Regions from separate parts of the Hordeum vulgare genome. Here region 1 is linked to region 2. Evidence: chromatin contacts called from public HiChIP or PLAC-seq data. All regions are on one chromosome and are shown on one strand. The core of a region is the stretch at or near the end of the contact, and the rest is flanking DNA. Distances in the headings are between cores, read along the strand shown.

Region 1 (4,911 bases), core at 643-3,142, 400 kb before region 2:
TCGTATGTAGACTCCTAGCGAAATCTCTTAAAAGACTTATTATATTTAGGAATGGAGGGAGTACATGTCAAGAAAATACTAATCTTGCACATAAATGCAATCACCACCTAGCGGACTTGGACTAGCGACACATTTCTCCATATATGAAATTCAATTCACCCGACATCAAAGAGAAGCTCAAGCTCGGGAGACACCTACTGCTACAACTACTAGATACTAAATCCTGAAACTTGTGGGTTTAGAACATTGCTTAGAATATGCAGGCAGGCACAATAGGCCAACATAGACATATATATATGTGGCATTTTCTGTGCTCGCACGGTGACTTTAAGAAGAACAGGGTATCAAAATTATGAAGATGGCACAATCACTATCATTAAAATTCAACAGATGGCACAATCACTATCATCAAAATTGAAAAATCGATACAATGCCAAACTAAATCATTTAAGTCAGAAAATTGATGCATAAGTAACTGTGTGGATTCATTTCTCATGAGTACGGGTTCATTTCTCACGAGTACTGTGCAAAAGGTTTGGGACTGAAACCATTTGCAGATGTTACCAAATTCATATCGACAACTATGAATTATAGATACAACATTTGAAGCGCATGTTGTACCTCTCTTGTAGAAAATATGAAGCATGTGCGGAACATTAGAGACATAACACATCACAGAACTATAGTTCAGCATATTTGACTGTTTTGACAAGATTACTATTGCATATAAAATCAATATCTGTATTAAACCAAAAGTACATAGGCAGAACCAAAGTGCAAACCTAAACCAGGTACAACAGTCATGACAACAGAATTTCCAGGCCATTAAAATACACAGATAAGAAAAAATGCATGCACTGCGATTGATAACAAGCAGGGAATTTGTTTTGTACCTTGATTAGTCTCAGAGAAAACACACATGGGTACAAAATCCTTGAACATATTCAAGGAGTAACTCTTTGGTAGATTGCAAGTGCTAGCTACACTAGTTTGAGACATCTCCATCTTGAACTGCCATTCCAAATAAAATGTTGTAAGAACGATGAGCACCACAAGCAAGAAATAATGAGTGTGATACAGACATAGAATGAGCAACAATTAACAGTTGGGACAAAGATAGCAGTATGCCATGCAGTTCTTCAAATTAGTATCTTCAATGCACTAAGTTCAATCTGCATAAGATTTTTATGCTTTTTCATGCAGTCTTCACCAGGCTTGTTCCTAGCCTAGCTTGCAGACTCAAACAAATCCCCAAATAATATATAGAAGGCGGGTGCGGGTTGTTGTTCATGAGCACAATTGTCGCCAACCATGGTTTGTTCTCATCAAGCACCCAATGCTTCGGTACCTGATTCAAACAGGCACCTAAATGTATTCGACCATATCGTGTTACTCCATCAGTTGGGTCATCAGCTAACTATACAGCTCCCGTACCAACCTATTGGTTTCTGAACTTGAATTGAGGCGACTCTACTGAACAAATCCGCACACCAATCAAAAGAGGGGAACATCGCGGGGCGGGGCGGGGGCGGGGTGGGCTCCTTGCCTGGAGGGAAGGCTCGGCGGAGCTGAGGGGGTCGAGGGACAGCACGACCTTGGCGACGACCGGGTTAGGGTTAGCATCGCCGGAAGAGGCGGAGGCGCCCTGCCAAGCCTGGGAGACGACGGGGGGGCACTTCATGAGCCACACGGAGCGGTCCGCCCGCGCCGTCTCCAGGTACTTCGCCTCGTCGCCCATCTCTGCGCCGGCTAGCCGCCGCGGGTGGTCTCGCGATTTTGGGGTTCGTTTGGTGGCGGCGCTAGGGCGACCGGGAGGAGCGAGCGGCGCGTGATCTGACGCGGCGGAGGACGGGAAGAGACTAGTCTAGACAGGCACGTGCGGATGGCGTGAATGCGAGACGAGCAGAGGTTTTGTTAGAGCAAAAATTCTAGCACACCCCGTATCCCGACCTCACCCCGTATCCCACCCCGACCTGTAAAATAATCGTCAAAATACGGGTTGGGCCGGAAAAACCAGCCCGATCAGACCCCGCATCCCGCCCCGGTCAGTAAAAAATTTTAAGGGGCGCGGCAAAATCCCGACCCCAACCCGGGAAAACGCGGGTTTCCCCCTCGCAGCTGCGGTGCCCTGCATATAAGCGGAAGCGGTTGGTGGGGGAACATTTCATCCCGCGCTTTCTCCCACCAACCACCTTTCCTCTCCCCCCTCGCGCCGCCGCCGGCCGCCGCCCAAGATTCCGGCGACAGCAGCCGGTAGGAGCACGCCGGAAGGCCGCCACGCGCACGAGGCCTCCCCTCCCTTCCTCCCTGCGTCGGCGGGCTGCCGGATTTGCAGATCTGCGACACTTCATCGCCGGCCGCCGGTTGCTGCCCGAGGCGATGGAGTGGTTGGGGAGCCTCTCCCGCAGCCCAGGCAAGGACGCATCGCCGCATGCAGGCACGGGTTCGTCCGTCCGCCGCCACCGAAGGTTTGCGGGCATGGACTCGTCTGGCCGTCCATCGGGCTCGGCGCTCGCGCAGCGTCTTTGTGGCCTGCCGATGCCGCTCATAGAGTGCGACGACTGCCGGCGCCAAGTGCTGCGGCTCACTTCGGGCACGCCGACGCATCCCGGATGGGGTGTTCTACAAATGCGAAAACGACAGGGTACGTGCACTTCAATAGCTCGTTCCATAGCTCATTCTTTAGTTCAATTGCGGTAGCTCACTTCGAGCTTGCTCATTCTTTTGTGTAGGACGATGGATGCTTATTTTGGTTTTGGGAAGGCCAATACTTGTGGTTCTTGTTTTCTTTGGTTTTGCTATTCTAGTCAAGATTTGGTGATATCTTTTGTATCTATAATGTTGTTGCAAAAGCAAAGAAAAGCATTGTGCTAGATCAATTTAAGTTGCAAATCTAAGTTTTACGGGCCGGGAGAAGCTGCGCCAGATCAAAACCCGCAGAAGCCGACCCGTAAAAAAAGTATATTCCGCGAATATGCTTTTTTACGGGTCCATTATGCGGGGTATGCATCTGTGCCAGCCCGCGCCGGCCCGCAAAAGTGGTTTTGCGCGAACTGCAAACGCGTTTTGCGGGCCGACCGGGTGCGGGGTCTACTAGAGTTGCTCTTAGAGATCTACATCCGAACTTGCAAATCCGCCCCTCAAATGCGAGTGTATGCGGTCAATACGTATCCACCGACACTGATTTGTCACACTTTAAATAATGTGTTATATAATCGGACATCTCAGATCTCATACCTTAAATTCATACAAACCATGTAATTACTACGTCAATGCATTATACATATCGTCTGATTACTCCATCACTACTAACATTATCATCGGGCTATCAAAATTTGACATGTTTGGCCATATGGACATTAGCCACGGCTACTCTTGCCTTTCCTGGAGCACTTGTCGTCCTTCTCGCCGAAGTACCGGTTGAAGACGCGGGTACGGATCGAGCCGGATTACTCATCACTGGAGCTGTCCTCGCCGTCGATCACCTCCTCCACCTCCGTCGATGGTAGTCCCGCCATTTACCGGATCGCCCGATTCTGCTCGCGAGCGAGGGCGCACGTGTTCCTCCACTGTCGTTTCTTCAAAGTGCCGGCGCGGATGGCTTCCTTCTCTGCGGCCGCCCGTTCCGTCGCATCAATCGCCTCCGCCTCCGCCATTTCCTTCGCGAGAAAGGCCTCGGCAATCCTTATCCTCTCCTTCCCACGATGGACAACATGTGACTCGAAGTCCGCCGGAACGGCCGATGGATCCCCCATCGGGACCTCGATGATCCCGTCCCAGAGGAACTGGGCGCCTGTTGAGGGGACGCTATGGAGTCGCGGCGGGCAGATCCTATCGTCGGTCGCGTGTTGTCCTTGCGGGAGCGGCGGAGTGCAATGTTGATGTATATGCACGCTTATATTCTTGTAGACTATGTTGGGCCTCCAAGCGCAGAGGTTTGTAGGACAGCAACAATTTCCCTCAAGTGGATGACCTAAGGTTTATCGAACTCAGGGAAGTAGAGGTTGAAGATGGTCTCTCTCAAGCAACCCTGCAATTAAGAAACAAGAAGTCTCTTGTGTCCCCAACATACCTAATACAACTACCTCTCCTTTGGCGGGTTGGGGAATTGTTTCTCCGAAGGCAGTCCGCCACCCAATAACTTCCTTGGGATCTAGATTACCCGTTTTTACAAAGTTATCAAGATAGGCATCATTGACCTCTGTTGGCAGCGAGTTGCATTTCGAGATAGTGTCCATAACTACAAAAGGAAAGAGCGGGGCGGGTTGTCAGGAACTGCGGAATTACAACTCGCCAGCCAAAATGATCTACAGGGATATTCTAACTCGCCATGGCGAAAGGAGACGGGTTATGGTTCTAAAAAGGGTTTCCTTAGGGATATTTTTTTATTGGAGGACAAACATGTTTCTAATGACAAACAATAATTTACGAATCTACGCGCGTTTCCAATGGAGAAAATAACGCTAGCCGAAGGATCGAATACCGCAGAACGCAAAACAACACTGTGAAAAATGGTGCGTAAATCTATGAACAACGGATTGACAGGGAACACGGCAAGAACTACTGCGATTATCATTTCATATGTGGATCTACAATACCGCATCCAGATGGGCTAAGAAGCAAGGGGATGCTGCGTTCATGGAGTTTTGATGCTGATCTAAGAGGTGCGAAGGTTCGGATCTACTCCTAATGGGAGGAGGAGATTTACGTGAAGGAAGAAGAAGATGCCGGATGAGGATCGAGGAAGTCCTGCGACGGCTGCCGCACCCTCGACTGGCTCGGGAAGCAGCTGGACGGCGATGACCTGCGACGGAGCTTGAGCGGTGACGAGATGGTCGAGGTATGGCTGGGGAAGACGATGCGTCTGAAAGGAGGAAGTGGGGGTAGGTGGCGTTGCCCTCCCACTCCCCC
Region 2 (4,957 bases), core at 797-3,296:
GCATCAGTCCAGAAAAGACTCCTAACTATGTTATCTTCATCTTTTTGCATGGTGTAGGAAAATCCTAGGTTCCGCAGCTCCAGTTCTTTGAAGCGCTTCAATGCGGTTTCAACATCTGAATTTTCTTTTCTCCATTGGTCTACACACTGTGAATTGCTCGTATCTTTCTCTTTTGATGATGATACATTTCCAAAGTTGCTTCTCATTCTCTGGAAAATATTCATAGCTTTCCTTGGATTTACCCTACTTTGTTGCAGAACTCTTAGAAATAACTTCTCTTCACTTGACAAGTATTTGTGATCCAAAAAGAAACTCGTGAGCGATGGGGATGGACATAATGGATGATTGTGCTCGTGCTTAACTCCTGTGAACTCCCATTGCTCGTTATGGAGCTTCACTATCACCTTTGCTTGGCACTGTGAGCCCAAAACATTAACCTTCCTCTTCCTCTGCAGGTCCTGAGCTGGTTTTAATTTACCACTTCTGTTGCATAGTAGGTGAAACTTCTTTCTCTTGTAATTAGTTCCCCTCCTTGCTGCAAAACCAGTTAGCAGAGCATGTGTGCTATAGAAACGTTCTGCATCTTCAAGGGTAGGAAATTTCATTCCAACTTCCGGTGGTCTTGAATTCTCCAATGCCTCGATACTAGGGTAAAAACATTTTCCTAGTTCAGTATCTAACTCACTCCCAGAGCTGCTACCTGAATCGCTTCCACTGCTTGTATCATTGCTAGACAAATCATGCCCTTCTGTAACACCAAGTAATTGGTCTTGTCCTTCAGCGCTCTGCACTGCAGGGTCCGCCGAGTTGGTTTGTTTATGCAACATATCTGCCAACAGTCCTTGCACAGTTGTGCCAATGCCATTTGATGCATTTTCCTGCAGGCAAGAGAACAATCAATCTCTGTTAAGCCACAAGTAATGTCGTATTAAATTCCACTTGTTTGACAGAGAAGCAGTACTTGTTATGTTTCATTTGGTTTATGTACCTGATTAATTTGACCAATCGGCTGCAGACCTCCTTCGGGGTTTGCTTGTTCGCCGACGTGTTCCTGCGCAAGTAATCATTTATTCCCTAGTAAAACCAAGCATGATGGCATTCTCAAAGATGTAGTCAGCACAGTAGTGATGTTTTTTATTAAGGGAAATGGGTCAAAGGGAAGGTCCTCCCCGGTTTCTACCACCAGAAACCCGTAACGTTACCAACCACATGTGCTGAGCAGAGGCTCAACCGCAAAAGGAAAACACAATAATTTCGCCGAATACCGGAATCAGTTACTGGCAAACGCCATTGTTTCCCCCGTCAATTTACTGTCATGTGAAATGTGATACATGCTGCGAGAGCAATTCACCGTTTGTTTCCGATGACTGTGTATTTCTCTTGCAGCATATCATCAACAGAGGAACGCACATTGTGAGCAGACGCGTGCAAGCGATGATACCTTTTCCACGCGCAGCCCTGCTGCTCCTGGGTGGCTCGGCTCTACGGCCCGGTCCGGATAGGTCATCATCACAACCTGCGCCAATTTCGTGGAAGTTCATTTCCAACTGTGGTGGATACACGCACATACAGTCCAGGATTCCAGGCGAGGTACACACACACAAAAAAAAAAAATCCCCCCAGACAAACTTGATTGGTGACTGCGCATACTTGTTCGAAATTGGTTGCGGGAACAGGTCCCCCGAGGTCACCTGCTGCCTGCATCTGCGCATCGGCGGCGGCTCGCTGTTCCTGATTTGGGGGATTTGGCACCTGAAAAGAAAGAAAAGAAGCTGGTAAATATCGGCCGCCGCGCCGGCGCCGTGGTGGCTGTGCGGAGAAGAGGGAGAAGGAGGGGGGAGATCGAGATCCTCGAGGGGAGGCGAGACGAGAGGGATTGGCGCTGGACCTGTGCGTAGTCTGAGCGGCTGCGACCTGCGAGGGGACGAGCGGAGATGGAAAACGGCTGCGGGAGGGGAGGTGCGACGGACGGCCGGCCGGCCGCTGGATTGAGAATCGGATGGGAGGGAAGGAGGGGGAGAGAGAGAACAGTTCCAGGGGGGAGGATCGAGTGCGGCCCGTGTATATGCGGTGAACGTCCGCCCATTAGCTCGCATTTTCTTTCTTTTCGGGGGTTAATTAATGGCGGCCGCTACAAATCAATCGGAAGAAATCATCCGCCTGCCCAGCCGTCAGATCAACGCGCTGGTGGCCACTAGATTCAGCAACGCTATGACAACAGATCAGCTTTAATGCAATGGGGTGCCAATTTCATTGCAACACACGACGCAACGCAACCATAGCTCCAATGCGGCGTCGACAACATCTGGTGAAGCTTCATTGTAGCTCCGGCGAAGCTGCAACGCAGCAGCTACGGCGTTTTGCGATGCTCCATTACAACTCCGGTGAAGCTCCATTGCAGCGCCACCAACTGCATCGCACGTTCGGGCCGCCTGTGAAAGACGGCAACAACAGGGCACTGCGACGTCGATGGGTGATGCAACACAGCATGCGCCGGCACTGGCGAACGTGAATGTAGCGATGCGGGTTTAGGCCGACGACGAGCTCCTTTCCTGCTTGCATCAATGGCAGCCGCAACCATGGCGGGATTGCAGCAGCAGGGTGCCCGATGAGGCAGAGTAGCAGCATGCGGCCGTCGGCGACGGTCCCTCCCGGTTCCTAGGTGTGGTGATTGGTGGTACTCGTCATGGGTTTGATGGCCTCTCCTCTGTCATTGACGAACAAAAAAGAAAGGGGAAAAGGGAGAAAGCGAGTGGAGAAGAAAGATAGCGAGGAGATAAGCTTGGAGCGGTGGGTGGACTCACACGGACACGTGTTGCACACAGGAGACGGCTTAAGAGTGGAAGAAATCATCCACCTAATTTAAATCGTTTTTCTTAATTAATACTCCCTCGGTATCAAAATATAAATATAAGTCACTACTTGACACTACGACAGTGTCCAAAAAGTCATATATACACAGAGAGTAACGATTGATTATTTTCCTTTTCACTAGCTGGCGTGCAAAGTGGTCGGTTTAAAAATTCATCGGTACACTTGATAGGATGGCGGACGCGGTAAAAACTCGAAAGTACGAGAGAGAGAGAGAGAGATCGAATTACCCGGGTTTAGACCCTTGTATTAAAGTAATACCTTGCATCATGCTTCTGATTTGTATTCCTGGTAGAGCACCTCGTGTGAGGGGGTTACCATGAAACTATGTATTTGACTATCAAAGGTATTTTTCTAAATTACTACTCAGAGTTGAGTCTACATTGTAGATGGGAATGGCTAACTCTAGCTCCGCCTTATCTTTACCTTAATAATAAAGAGGCTATCGCTTTCGTCGGAAAACCCATCGAGGTGATTTTACAAAAAAGCCCTTACTGTTTATGACATTAAACTCGTAGTATATATTAAATATTTTTTTTAAATACTCATATCTTTTAAACCGTAACTCCAAATTTAACATATTATACATGGACTTTGATTAGAAAAATATGTAGAATTTAAATATGATATTATTTTATCTGTTAAACGTTTAATAAAAATACTATCTAGGGTGCAATCTTAATAAATAAGTTATTATTCGTCTTTCTTTCATACCGGTACTCATCCGGGTTGGGAATGAACACGTCAACAAAATCAGGATTAGAGATGAAACTGAAGGTCACTTGACTGATTCTTTGTACGTATTAAATCTACATGCAAGCCGTGTTAAAATAGAAGACCTGTGAAATTTTGAAAACTGCATTTTTGTAGGATAAGACCATCTTTATTTGTATCGTAACTATAAATTCTCAAATTATAGACAATTTTTATAAATTAAGAGCGTGTGCCGTATGATATTTCTTTCTCCCGTTGCAACGCATGGGCCATTTTGCTAGTATAGATAACAATGTTAGAGTTTACATAGGGATATAAACGATCCCATGTTGATGTCTTGGCCTGCACGTATGATGATCTTCCAGCTCTATTCGGGCCACCGGGCTCCCTCCTTTCATGGGGCTCCATCCAGGCCGCATGGCCCAATGGCAGGCATTCCCCTCAAGAGGCTACCCGGATGTATTGCATCTCAATATGCTACCCAACTCGAATTCGTTTTTGGTATAGGCTAATTCTCATATGTTCGTTTCGTCTTCTTATTCGTACCAGAGATGCCCTCCAACACATGTCTAACCGTTTGCTTCCAGCCAACGGTCTCAGTGTGTCCAAGCCGCCCCATCGGTCTGTCGTCACCCCTAGTCATCGTCTAAGTCTATTCCTTCTCCGGTGTCAGTGGCCAACTCCCTTCCTACACATGTACTCCTTCATCTCCTATGTCGGCAACACCGCGGTATCCCCGTCTCCGCCCAGGTCCTGGCTCGGTCTCAAAGGGACACCCCGTTTGGCAGCATCGCCCTCGTCTCATCCTCTTATTTGCGGGGTAAAATGGAGCTTTATTCCAGAATAACAAGATTACAATCCGCTAATACAAGACTATGAATGAGGGAGGGGGGCGTCGCAACCAACACGCGGTACTAAGAACCGCATGAGCATAATTAGCGAGACAATGTGAAATGGTGTTCTATGATATCAGGATCTTCGTGGATTTGAACTCCCTCTACAACATATGGTTCTTGATCTCCTTAATCAGTTGACCATTAGGCAATTTGTCGACTGAGGCCCTGTTTGAAACCATAATAGATTATAATAATCTGGATTATGAAGATATATTATATAATCTGGTTTATAAAAATAATCGTAAACTAAGTCGATACATCATTATAAGACTGACGAAATTGTCATACATGTCTTTGTAGTCGACGGAAACGTTTTCTTCCATTGAACGCGCGTCGCCGAAAGGTCTGAAATGGTCCAGGAATACGCGAGCATCATCGTCAAGTCTAAAATTTAAACTTTGATGGACCGAGATACCAATGTCCTCCTAATCAGTCATCAACAACTTGGTTCCCCATTTTTTGAAGAGTTGTTACAA

The links. HiChIP or PLAC-seq counts read pairs in DNA pulled down with a chosen protein or histone mark.
Region 1: a contact with region 2 is called in an H3K4me3 HiChIP or PLAC-seq map of embryo, with 5 times the contacts expected there. The contact joins the promoter of LOC123447597 here to the promoter of LOC123447545 in region 2. A contact is called at or near these places in 1 of 6 Hi-C or Micro-C datasets (seedling) and 1 of 1 datasets of contacts at active chromatin or transcription factors (embryo).

What each region holds. Positions count from the first base shown.
Region 1 is chr1H:481,869,239-481,874,149 of MorexV3_pseudomolecules_assembly, reverse strand. LOC123447597 (general transcription factor IIF subunit 2) reads right to left here and starts at 1,892. Exons shown (of 6, transcript XM_045124209.1): 1 at 1,547-1,892; 2 at 894-1,011. The coding sequence starts at 1,738.
Region 2 is chr1H:481,465,286-481,470,242 of MorexV3_pseudomolecules_assembly, reverse strand. It overlaps LOC123447545 (protein FAR1-RELATED SEQUENCE 3-like), which reads right to left and starts at 2,046. Exons shown (of 5, transcript XM_045124154.1): 1 at 1,889-2,046; 2 at 1,651-1,752; 3 at 1,442-1,516; 4 at 989-1,051; 5 at 1-878. The coding sequence starts at 1,704.